Regions from separate parts of the Anser cygnoides genome. Here region 2 is linked to region 1. A link is a contact called in public Hi-C data. All regions are on one chromosome and are shown on one strand. The core of a region is the stretch at or near the end of the contact, and the rest is flanking DNA. Distances in the headings are between cores, read along the strand shown.

Evidence for each region. A called contact is a pair of places that touch in the nucleus more often than the background predicts.
Region 2: a Hi-C map of liver shows a contact between it and region 1, with 4 times the contacts expected there. The contact joins the enhancer-like site here to the promoter of LOC106046091 in region 1. A contact is called at or near these places in 2 of 7 Hi-C or Micro-C datasets (both in liver).

The regions. Positions count from the first base shown.
Region 1 is chr4:68,843,060-68,848,489 of Taihu_goose_T2T_genome, reverse strand. LOC106046091 (probable E3 ubiquitin-protein ligase HERC3) reads right to left here and starts at 3,696. Exons shown (of 25, transcript XM_066996351.1): 1 at 3,545-3,696.
Region 2 is chr4:68,882,482-68,888,548 of Taihu_goose_T2T_genome, reverse strand. It overlaps FAM13A (family with sequence similarity 13 member A), which reads left to right. Exons shown (of 21, transcript XM_048052161.2): 21 at 1-876. LOC106046091 (probable E3 ubiquitin-protein ligase HERC3) reads right to left here. Exons shown (of 25, transcript XM_066996351.1): 23 at 2,970-3,153; 24 at 2,121-2,223; 25 at 1-1,391. The coding sequence ends at 1,183. Among named protein-coding and RNA genes, the nearest start is that of MBOAT4, 83 kb to the right of the region's middle. Within about 2 kb of position 1,833, at least 2 of the 3 cell types and tissues checked have open chromatin away from gene starts, as enhancers often do. A contact at or near this core is called in liver, where this site is marked.

The sequences.
Region 1 (5,430 bases), core at 2,447-4,946:
CCATTTGTTACACATACTGTACTAGTAAGACATCGAGAACTCCCCTGCTTGAACTAGAAACTGATTAAAGCCCTTTTTCTTTGTAAAGAGAAGAAAAAAGAAAGCAGAAAAGAAAATGAAAGATCCTCAACATCAAGTCTTATGATTTACCATGCCAAGTTTTAAACTAAGGCAATTTACAGCTGCAGCAACACTAACGATGTCAGTACAGGATCTAAAAGCCAGAGACAACCCTCAAAGCACCAGAGAATTCCTCAAAAAAAAAAAATCAGATTTATTTTCCCACTCAGAGTAGACAGGAAACACATGCAACTCAGTTGGTTTCCAAAGCTCGGTGCTAATTCAAGCTCTAGGTATTAGCAGCAAAGCCTTTCATAATCCAAGTCCTAAGCATTGCGTGTTCATCTCCTACCAGGCTCCCCTCGCCCGCCAGTTGCGGTCACGCAGTCAGGTGCGGTCACCTCCACCTCGGCAGGGCTGAGCCAGACGGGAGAGGGAGAGGATAGGATTTCCCAGCTGCAGTCTGTCAGCAGTGCAATTTCCTGCCACAAACTGTTTGCTAGGATCTCTTCTCAGGTGCCCTAAAGTACGCACTGAATCCCATTTATTTCTAAGAGCCTCTGCTCCTTTTTCGCATAACCCGTTTCACTCACCCCCCACATATAATTAATTGTCACAGGCCAGCTGCAAGGCACCCCCAGTTTAAAAAGCAGGAGGTTACAAGGCTCTGTCCAGCTGGCAAACCCATTGCTGCACATACTCTGCACTTGGTTGCCCTCAGACAGCCCATGGAAGACACCCTCTGTGCTAGTTACACTATTTCCTACACCAGGAATAGGAATGCCGTGGGACGCAGTAATACTGAAGTCATGCACGTGCTTATGCTTCAAATGACACAACTGCTATATTTATAGGGAACTTCATGTTCCGCCTAAAAAAAAAAATAAACACCGCAAAAAACAGCATAAGCAACTTCCTGCAGGTGACAACACAAAGGCACAGAAGCATTTCAAGCCTGACACCTGAAACAACAAAAAAATCTGAGGCTACCATTTCTCTCATCCTGGGGAACCACCTTATTGCAAAGGTGCTTCACAATGAGAGCAACCCTGAAGATCCACAGATCGCCCTCCTTGCTGCTCTAAGCGGACGTTGCCTCTGAAAAGCTGAAAAGACTTCAGCGCTCTACAACCTGAACTACAGTGACATTGTACAACATGAGTTAAATATTAATTTAGGATACCTTTCTAAAAAGGTTTCTGAACAGTCTGCTCCCCGTGGGTCACAGTCTTCTTTCCAGATGCTAATTTCATTTAAAATGCTAAAAATACTTTAATTAATTTCCTTGTGTTAATATTCCACACAAGCAGTTTCAGTACTGGGCAGGGGGTGTGCGTGCAATTAGCAAATGATGTTTTTTCCCATTGTTAAGACATAACTTGAAGTAGGAAGAGGTCAGACTCCCAGTGATTCATATGAATTACTAGGGTGACATCTCAAAGAAGCTCAGAACCCATTCATGCTAGCTGTCAGATTTTCTGAAGCACCTAAAATCTAACAATCCCTAGAACAGACAATGAGGTGTGCCAGAAACTGTGGAAAATCTGACCTTAAATGGATTTTTGATTAGTTCTGCAAACATGTCCTTTTGAGTCCCACCCTCCCACCCTCTGAACATTTTGCTGATAAATCCGTGTGCAGCTCTATTCCAGGCAGCACTTTCCACTCAAAGAGTGAAAACCAACATAGCCACTTTCCATTTGAGCACACAGACACAGCCGGCTATTTCCCAATGGCCTGGTATGCTGTGTTTTTATCTTACTTATTTTGAAAACATAACACATCTCTAAAACCACAATTGTTTTAATGTGCTGTTGTGCCCTGTGCTGTCACCCCACCACCACCACTACAGCATGCAAAGCTGCTGCAAGCCTTAATACATCGTGTGTTCGAGCAGGAGCTGTGTCCAGAAAGACAGAGCTTTGAACAAAGATTCACGCTTCATTTCCCATTCTGGTCAAGGCAGTTATTCCTCTGACATCAGCGGAAGAACAAAATAGCCATCCTACACCGCAAACTCCTTCTACATATCCTCCTTATACTAAAATGAGTATATAAAAAGCTTCTACGGCAAGTAGGCTATAACGTAGACATGCACATATACACACAAAAGTGGATAAAATTCATATTCGCTTACCTGAGTTTTCAATGTTATTCCTAGTACTCAGCTGGATACATCTTAAAGATAAAAATCCAGCTTTTTATAGGGCAAGCCCTTAGGAAAAGGTCTTTAAAATGCATCAGTTAGGGCATTACAATTCCTGACCCTTTTTAAAATTGGATTGTGAAGAGATAAGGAGTCAACCGCTGCACCTATTCCCGCTCTTCACTGGTCACAGCACAGCCAGCTTTGTATGCATGTTTTAGAGATAAGAACGGATGCAATGCAGCAGGACTGCTCATTTGCAGACTCCCTGTATGTAACCACAAAAAAAAGGGGGGGGAGGGAACGTTCCCAACATCCTCATTCCAGGAACAACTCACCCCTGAATCACTGAAGGATGTGCACAGCACTGCTAGAGCCAAGGAGACGCGGTACAGCGGGGAGTTTTTTGAGGAGAACTGCTGTGATTGGGAGATCTTCGCTATAATAAGACTCGCTATAATAAGACTCAGCTGACATGCTTAAGCATACATCCTTTGGTGAGGAACCAACCCTGGTGGCTGAGAGGATTATTGGAAAATAATAACAGCGCACGTAAGATCATGACAGGAGATGTTTTATTTTGCTCCTTTTTTAATGACATGTAGTCTCTTCACATGCTCATATGAACACATGCATAAGCTATAGCCGTGACAGTGTGTGTAAGATCGTGACAGGAGACCAGAAGATGGTTTTTGTCCTTTTTTCTAACAGCTGTCATGACATAGGCAGGTTCTTCACGTGCTCACATGAACACACACACAAGCTGCAGCCATGACAGCGACTGCACGCTTCCTGGGAGAGCCAGTTAGGTAAATACCGTGCTCACAACAAGCACCGCTCGGCACAGAGCGATCCCTAAACAAAGAGGCCTGCCAGCTGGCAAGGCGGGCACGAGCAGCCTTTTCCCTTCCCCGTCGTTTCCGAGATTTCAGCTCCCTTTTCCAGCAGCCCCACAACGAAGGGGCGTACCGCTCCCTTCTGTCACCGAGCCCGCTTTCTTCTCCCTTTTTGCCCCAGCCCAGCGCAGGCCCCAGAGCATGAAGCAGCGAGGTGCGACGACGAAGGAGTTAAACCGCAGGCCCTCGGCCCCCCCCGGTGCCCACCTCAGGGCCGGCTGCGCCCCCCGGGCGCGGCACCCCCCGGGCAGCCGCCCCCGACGGTGAAGCAGCCGCGCTGACGAGCCCCCAGCCCTGCCCGGCCGCCCTCCCCTCCGCCCGGGCCGGCTGCGGGAGCCCCGAGGGGCCCGGCTGGGCGGCCCCACGCGCGGCCCCGCTCCCCCGCCAGGGCCGGGCCCCGAGGGGCGCCCCCCGCGCCGCGCCGCGGCCCCCGCCCGCTCACCTGCCGCCAGCCCCGCCGCTGCCGCCGCGGCGACGAGGAAGTCCGGCCCCTTCCCCCGCCGGGAGGGGCGGCGCGGGGCTGCCAATGGCCGGCAGCGCTACGGCGGCGGCGGGCGGGGCGGCGGGCGGCTCCGCCGGGGCCGGGCTGCTCGGGGCTGGGCCTGGTCCCTTCCCTCAGCGTGGGTACGGCCCCGGCCCCAGCTGAGGGGAGCGAGTATTTCGCGAGTGAGCCGCTCCGCACAAAGGTGTCGAGGGGACAAGGACACCTTCATCTAGATAGGTTGTCCAAAGCCCCAACCAGCCTGGCCTTGGGCACCTCCAGGGATGGGGCATCCACAGCTTCTCTGGGCAGCCTGTGCCGGTGCGTCAGCACCCTCTGAGAGAAGAATTTCTTCCTTATATGTAACCATTCCCCCATGTCCTATCACTACACTCCCCAGAGCTGAACGCAGCACTCCAGGTGGGGTCTCACAAGGGCAGAGCAGAGGGGGACAGTCCCCTCCCTCGCCCTGCTGGCCATGCTGCTTTTGGTGCAGCCCAGGATGCAGTTGGCTTTCTGGGCTGCAAGCACTCACTGCTAGATCATGTTGAGCTTCTCATCAACCTACACCCCCAGGTTCTTCTCCTCAGGACTGTTCTCAATCCATTCTCCTCCCAATCTCTATTTGTGCTTGGGATTGCCCAGATTCAGGTACAGGACTTTGCACTTGGCCTTGTTAAACCTCGAGAGGTTTGCCCAGGCCCACTTCTCAAGCCTGTCCAGGTCCCATCCCTTCCCTCCAGCATTTCAACCACACCATGCAGCTTGGTGCCATCAGCAAACTTGCTGACGGTGCACTTGATCCCGCTGTCCATGTCACCAACGGAGATGCTAAACAGCGCTGGTCCCAATACTGACCCCTGAGGAACACCACTCATCACTGATCTCCACCTGGACATTGAGCTGTTGACAGCAACTCTTTGAATGCGACTATCCAGCCAAATCCTCACCCACCAAGTGGTCCATCCATCAAATCCGTCTCTCTCCAACTTAGAGACAAGGATACCGTGGGGGACAGTGTCATATGCTTTGCACAAGTCCAGGTAGATGATGTCAGTTGCTCTTCCCCTATCCACCAGTGCTGTAACCCTGTCATAGAAGGCCACCAGATTTGTCAGGAATGATCTGCCCTTAGTGAAGCCATGTTGGCTGTCACCAATCACCTTTTTATTTTCCATGTGCCCTAGCATAGTTTTCAGGAGGATCTGCTCCATGATCTTGCCAGGCACAGAGGTGAGACTGACTGACCTGTAGTTCCCCAGGTCTTGCTTTTTTCCCTTTTTTAAAAAGGGGGGTTATGTTTCCCTTTTTCCAGCCACTGCAAATTTCACTGGACTGCCACAGCTTCTCACATATGATGGACAGTGGCTTAGCAACTGCATCTGCCAGTTCCTTCAGGACCCGCAGATGCATCCCATCAGATCCCATGGACTTGTGCAACTTCAGGTTCTTTAGCCGGTCTTGAATCTGATATTCTCCTACAGTGGGCAGTTCTTCATTCTTCCAGTCCCGGCCTTTGCCTCCTGGGGCCTGGGCCATGTGGCTGGAACTCTTGTCAGTGACGACTGAGGCAAAATAGTCATTAAGTACCTCAGCCTTCTTCATATCCCCAGTGACTAGGTTTCCCGCTTTCTTCCGAAGAGGGCCCACAATTTCTCTAGTCTTCCTTTTATCACCGATATACCTATAGAAACCTTTCTTGTTGCCCTTGATGTGCCTGGACAAATTTAATTCTCAAAGGGCCTTGGCTTTCCTAACCTGAGCCCTGGCTGCTCAGACAATGTCTCTGTATCCCTCCCAGGTTATCTGTCCTTGCTTCCACTCTCTGTAGGTCTTCATTCTCATTT
Region 2 (6,067 bases), core at 584-3,083, 42 kb before region 1:
TGCTTTTGCCTACTCAACTCCTAACGTACCTTTCCAACCTAATTCATAAAGGTAGGCCTTTAGGGGTCCCAGCACTTACTGGACAAAACAGATGACAAGGGTTTCTCCCACACCACGCAGTAAAATAATCCTACCAGCAGAAATAAAACCAGCCTCCAAGCAGAGGGTTAACACACAAATGTGGATTTCATGCGTCTTTCTTTTCCTCTGACCTAATGAGGCTGGAGAGCTTGTAAACACCGCTTACACTCACACACTCCCTCACTCTCCTGCATGACTCCTCTGAGAAAGGCGGCAATGGTAAAAGCAGCCAACTCACCTTGTATTGGAACAACATTTCTGTTTGAATGAAAAACGAGGACTCAGCTAAGCCTACCTGCCTAACTTGTAGACTTACCAGCAGAAGAACAACACAAGAGAGAGGCAGTTTGAGAAACCCGTTATTACGGATATTGTTTGTCCTTCCCCAAGCCTTAACACAGAGGAGTCTGAAGCTTCTTTAAGAAGACGCTGCTTAGAAACAAAATTTAAGACAAAAGAAAAACATGCCAACCCCCAAACCACCCTACTCTCCGTGAGATATACTGGTGCAAAAAGACAGAGCATGTACCGCAACTAATACACTGTCCTGTGGGTCACAAATGACACCCCAGCCCAGTACCATCTGCCAAGGACCAGAGGGCAGGGGGGATATATCCATTCAAAGCAAGCAAGAACCAGCTTGCATTTAAAAAGGGAAGAAAAAAAAAAAGGGTGGGGGAAATCACAGCTTTTCAAAAAGGAGATCACTATTTCATCCTGAATTTCCACCATAGCCTCAATGCAAGGAACACCAAAGGTTTAAACTGAACAAAAAGGGGGGGGGGGGGGGGGGGGGGGGGGCAATAAAAGCAAACTACGAGTATTTGCTGCGAGGGCAGTGCTGTGAAGTTGGAGGGGAAACAACGAAAAAGCCCACCAAACTCATTTTGTTCAGTAGATCAGAAAACTCAAAGCTAAAGTCTCTCCCTGCTAAACCCCACAAAATACTGGCAGCATCAGGCTGAGACTGCATCATCTGCATCTATGATTCTTACTATTATTTTTCCCCCAAAATGCTCTGATCCCTTCCTTTATAAAAATAAAGCCAAGCCCATTGCTTTCTTCCTCTGTACCCAAGTGCCTGTGCCTCTCCCACACACGTCAAGCCAAGCTGAAGCCCTCATAGTGATCGATGGCTTGCACCAGCCGGGCGCTGAGAATCTCCTTGCTGCTGTACTTGGGCAAGTCCAGGAGATTGTAGCAGGTGTGCGCCACGGGCAGGTACTGCTCCCCGCTGGCTGTGGACTGGATGACGATGCGAAGGCTTGACATGCCGTAGATGGGAATGCGGTCGCTGCCTGTCAGGAACACTAGGAGAAGCAGAGAGAAGGCAGGCTGGTTAGGACAGGCACCCTCACACTTGTACGGCTGTGATACGATGCCCCTTGTGCCTTCTCATCTCCATGCTGAACTCTTCTAGCTCTCTCAGCTTTTATTTCCAAAGCTTTTTCCTGGAAGCATGTGCCAATACATAAGAAATCTGCAGTCAGTGGAGCTGCACCAGCAAAGAATTTGGCCACATGTTGCTGGGTTTGCTGGAAGCAATGCTCTAAAGAAAGACAGCAACTGCTTCAGGTCTGGCCAAGTAAGGGGATGGTGACTGCCAGCTCAGCAAAACTGCCACACGGAGATTTAATACTTCTTGGAGCTAGATTCTTTTAGGACACTTAAATCTGAATAATCCTTCAATAAAACAGCGCTTTCCTCAGCATGCCTCCATCTCTGTGCTTGACACCAACTGTTTCCAAACAGATACACATTAGTGGGTACAAGATCAGGAAACAAAACCAGTCCAAAAATAAAGATTGGCTCTTTTCAGTGCTTTCCCAGGTTGCCCTTGGGACACAATATTCCCTCAACATGATGCCCCAAGGGAGCAACAGTTGCCAGCTGCAGCAACAAACTCTGAACCACCTGCCCTTAAAACCACGTATTTCTCCTCCTCTTCCCTTTTATTGCCAAACAAAGTGACATCTACCCCCCAGTGACATTGATTCGTCAATTTCAGATGACAGCCTGCACCACTGCAAAATACTTACAGAGAAATTTCTTCTTCTTTTCCAAGGGAAATGCATGAAACGTTTCCCAAAACATCCTCACGGTTGGGTGTGTCGCAGTGTAGTCTCCCTTATAGACGGCACTCTATTAGAAAAACAAAAAGTCACATAATTTCATCTAGCACTAGAACGCAAGGACTAAGTAGGAACACGACCTGATCTCTTCTAGTATCTCAGACTGACGTCTGACAGCTAAGAAATGGAGTGCAGGATGTGCCATAGGCAACAGCATGGCTCAAAGACACAGGAAAGTGTTCTTGCTACAGGTGAAAGGCCAGTATTTAGGCTTCTAGGTATTCAGCTAATTAGAGGTGTAACGAGGAACCCTGGTGTACCTGATCACGGGCTGGACTCGCGGACAGGATCATGTGTTCTGCACTGTGAGGCCATTTCTACTGCTAAGGCTGAGACAAAACAAATATTTGCTGATCTGCACGTGTTTTGAGAGGATACAACTCTTGCGTTCTGTCCAGACTTCCCTTTGAACACTTGGCTGTGTACTTTTTGCCCTTGTTAGTTCTATTGTAAATGAAGATTCTGATTTTGTCTCTTTCTTTCAATCTTAGGCTTCATCCCTACGAAAAAAAGATAGAAGTCCTCCTCCCCTCTTCTTTTTCATCCCCAATTTCCTCCACGAGCTTTATCAGTAGCAGGATAGTGAAGTAAGAGAGTAACTTTTCATGTGAATAATTGCAAGATGTACAAGAAACATATAAAAACATCCGTAGCTTACTACACCTCTTGACCCAACCTAGTGCCCACCTCTTGCAGCTGCCCAATCCTAGTACTCGTAAAAAAAAGAAGAAAAACATGACAAGAGGGAAGCTTTACCTCCTCCAGTTCCTCCCAGTTGTAGTTACTGTTTCCAACTATCATGGCCCTGAGCTCTGTGGGCTGGAAGAGTTCCAGGACCTTCCCACCACATACTTTCAGGAAACCAGTGGAAAAAGCTGTGTACCACTCATGGATGGAGAGGTTGAAGATGTAATTTACATAGGCTTCAACAAATTCTTCCCTAGGGCATTGAGAGAGAGCAGGTAAAGAAAAGCACTTTTATTCATACGCCTGAGTGGCAGCACTGCTAGTTTTGCTGCTTCTGCCTGTAACGTTTCTTGCAAATACGAGTCTTCAACAGGTTCACCCCACTGCCCGCCTCCCGCTGAGATGACTCACTGCAACATGGACAAAGTCACCAGGTGGCACGTACCACTACGTGTGCGCTTAACCAGTGCAGCGGAACCTGCCTCTCTGCTGAGGTTGAGTTACACAAGTAGCAGGATTCGGTTACCGGAGAACCACAACTGACCCAGCAATTGCAGCCCCATGTTTAGGATGTCCAGGAAATTATCTACAGCTCTTCTCAGTCCGTATGTGTACGGTGTTACTGAGCAGGGGACACTCTGCAAAGAACCCTGATAACCAAGCCGAGAGCAAGCACTTAGCTGTGGAGTGGGAACCAAACCACACAGCAGGCGATCAGAAAGCTATCACTTCCAAAACGGAGAGCCTCCCAGAGGCCTAGCTAGGTATGCTGTGATTTTTCAGAGGCAGGTGCTCGTCACTCAGTCCCCAGTGAGTCCCACGGGTGGTTCAGCACTTTCAAAACCAACGCTGTAGACTGAGGAGATCCTATTCAGAGAAGTCTTGATCTGAAACCGCACGGCCCATTACCTTCCTCCTTAAAGAACTCCCCTCGCTACAGAGCAAGAAAACAGTCTTAGAAAGCATGGACATCTCTGCTTCAGCCTTCATAGTCTGGTTAAATAAATGTAGGACTTGTGCCTTTGGAGTGCAAGGCAAGGAGAACGACCTCTCCCAGAATGACAACCCTGTTTTACTTCAGAGGTTCCCAAGAAAAACATTAAAATAAAAACAACATTCTGCAGCCATTGCTAAGAAACATGCGGCAGGCCCTGGCCAAACTCTGTCTCTGGATTTTGTTAGGAAGTTAAGCATCTTTATTCTGTTTTCTCTTTGTTTGTCTTGAAGGATCACGATCTGAGTGCAACCCTAGAATTTTACTTGTGCAATGACTCGAAATATTTCCTTTTTTCTTTTTTTTTTTTTAAACACCTGACCATAATGCACCAAACAATGTGGCAAACTGGGACATGAAACTAGTCTCTGGGTGGAGCAGTTGTTTTTTTGCCTGACGTTTAAGAGGCGCTCACACTTGAACTCAGAAGCTAAGCAGACCAGGGAAGCAACGGAATCCAATATCTCAATCACTAGCAGAGGACACCAAAACTGAAAAAAGCATTATGACCTTTTGGTGGAGAAATTCTCAGTGCACATGCTATGTAAAAGCAGCAAAGGCTAGGTGAGAAATTAAAAAACAAAAAGAAGGCTGACAAATATGAAAACCTGGAATAAGAAATCACACAGCAAAGGGGCATTTTCCAGTGTGTTTGTTTTATTGTCATTTTGCTGATAATCACGTGAGCATTACAGAAATCCAAGCTGATTAAGCACTTAACTGTTGCTTAATACCTCCTTGGCTGTTACGGTCACGAACTCTTTACCAAAAACATTGTATGTTGCAATGCCCAAATAAACTCCAAAGGAGAAAGTGAAAATGCAAGCATTTCCTACTTGGTATTTTTCAGTCAAAGCAATCCTGTGCATTTCTTCAGTTAACAGTGAACCTTCCCTCAAGTAGGAAGGGCGATGCCCAAAGACACGCACGCAGCACACTACTGAGGCCAGCAGGGCAGCAATTTCGTCCCTGACCTCTAAACATAGCAGCGGAGGAAGTCATTAAGCACTGTAAGGTGGATGAATTGACAGCCATGTCTAGACTTGGATTTAGAGGTTAGCTTGAGTTCAAAACTCTGGTCAAGACAAAGCCACTGCATTCTGGAATGCGTTAAGCTGGCGCAGCCACAGACCAGCCTTTCTCCTTACGGATTTGCTTCTCTTGTCTTTCCTGACTTAGTATGTAAGGAGCTAACCTGGATGCTCTTCCCAAACTTTTGCTCTAGCTAAGCCTTTGATCCTCCCACTAGGCCAATACGGCACACCGTGGTAAGAAAAGACCTTTTTCTTGTGAATGCATGGGCCTAGCCAAAAATAAAAAAGACTATCACTGGCATTTACATCTTTACTTCACTCTCTCAAAGTCTCCTGTATTGCCCATCTCCTCTTGGGTTTGCACGGAGGTAGCTATCTAGCTGTAAAATTGTACCTTTTGCAGCAGCAAAGTAGCTAAAAAGGTAATACAGACAAAGCTTTTGTTACGGCAATGGCTGTAGACACAATCAGAACCATTTTAAATAATCCAATTAATGGGAAATTACTTCATCTCCAGACTTGCCAGCAAGGTCTTCAAACAATCTTAGCACAAGCCCCTAACCATGCTGCTGACTAATCACTGGATCACATTGTTTTGCCAGCAGAGAAAGAATTTGAATGCTGTTTCAAGTAATAAAGGCATCTGAAGAAATCCAATTATAGGATTATAAGAAGAAAACAGTTTAGCAGCTGGAAAACAAAAAAAAAAGGGGGGGAGGAAAATGGTATCTGTACTAACTGCAGCTAGCTAGGCAGAAACAGTTTACATACACTTGTGCCTTGCAGCTCCACTAACGGATGACGGTCCTCTATCAGACATATATGAGGGAATTATCTCCTGCTCTAGAATTAAAGAGAGAGCATGAACAAGTCTGCCAGTCTCGGTTTTGCTTTTTGGTCACAGGACAGGAACTGTAATTCCTATTCACACCATCAGGGGTTACGCTGCAATCTCTATTTACGACGAGAAAGCTATGCCAGGGGTCTCTATGAAGATCTTTTATAGGGAAGATGTCCATCCAAAAGGTCGTCGGGCATTTTTCAAGTACTGGTGAAAAGGTGATGAAAACCTGATTTCTTAAGTGCCACTAGCATCCAGTAACTATTGAACAACCGGTCTAAGAATTTGTTCACAGTGA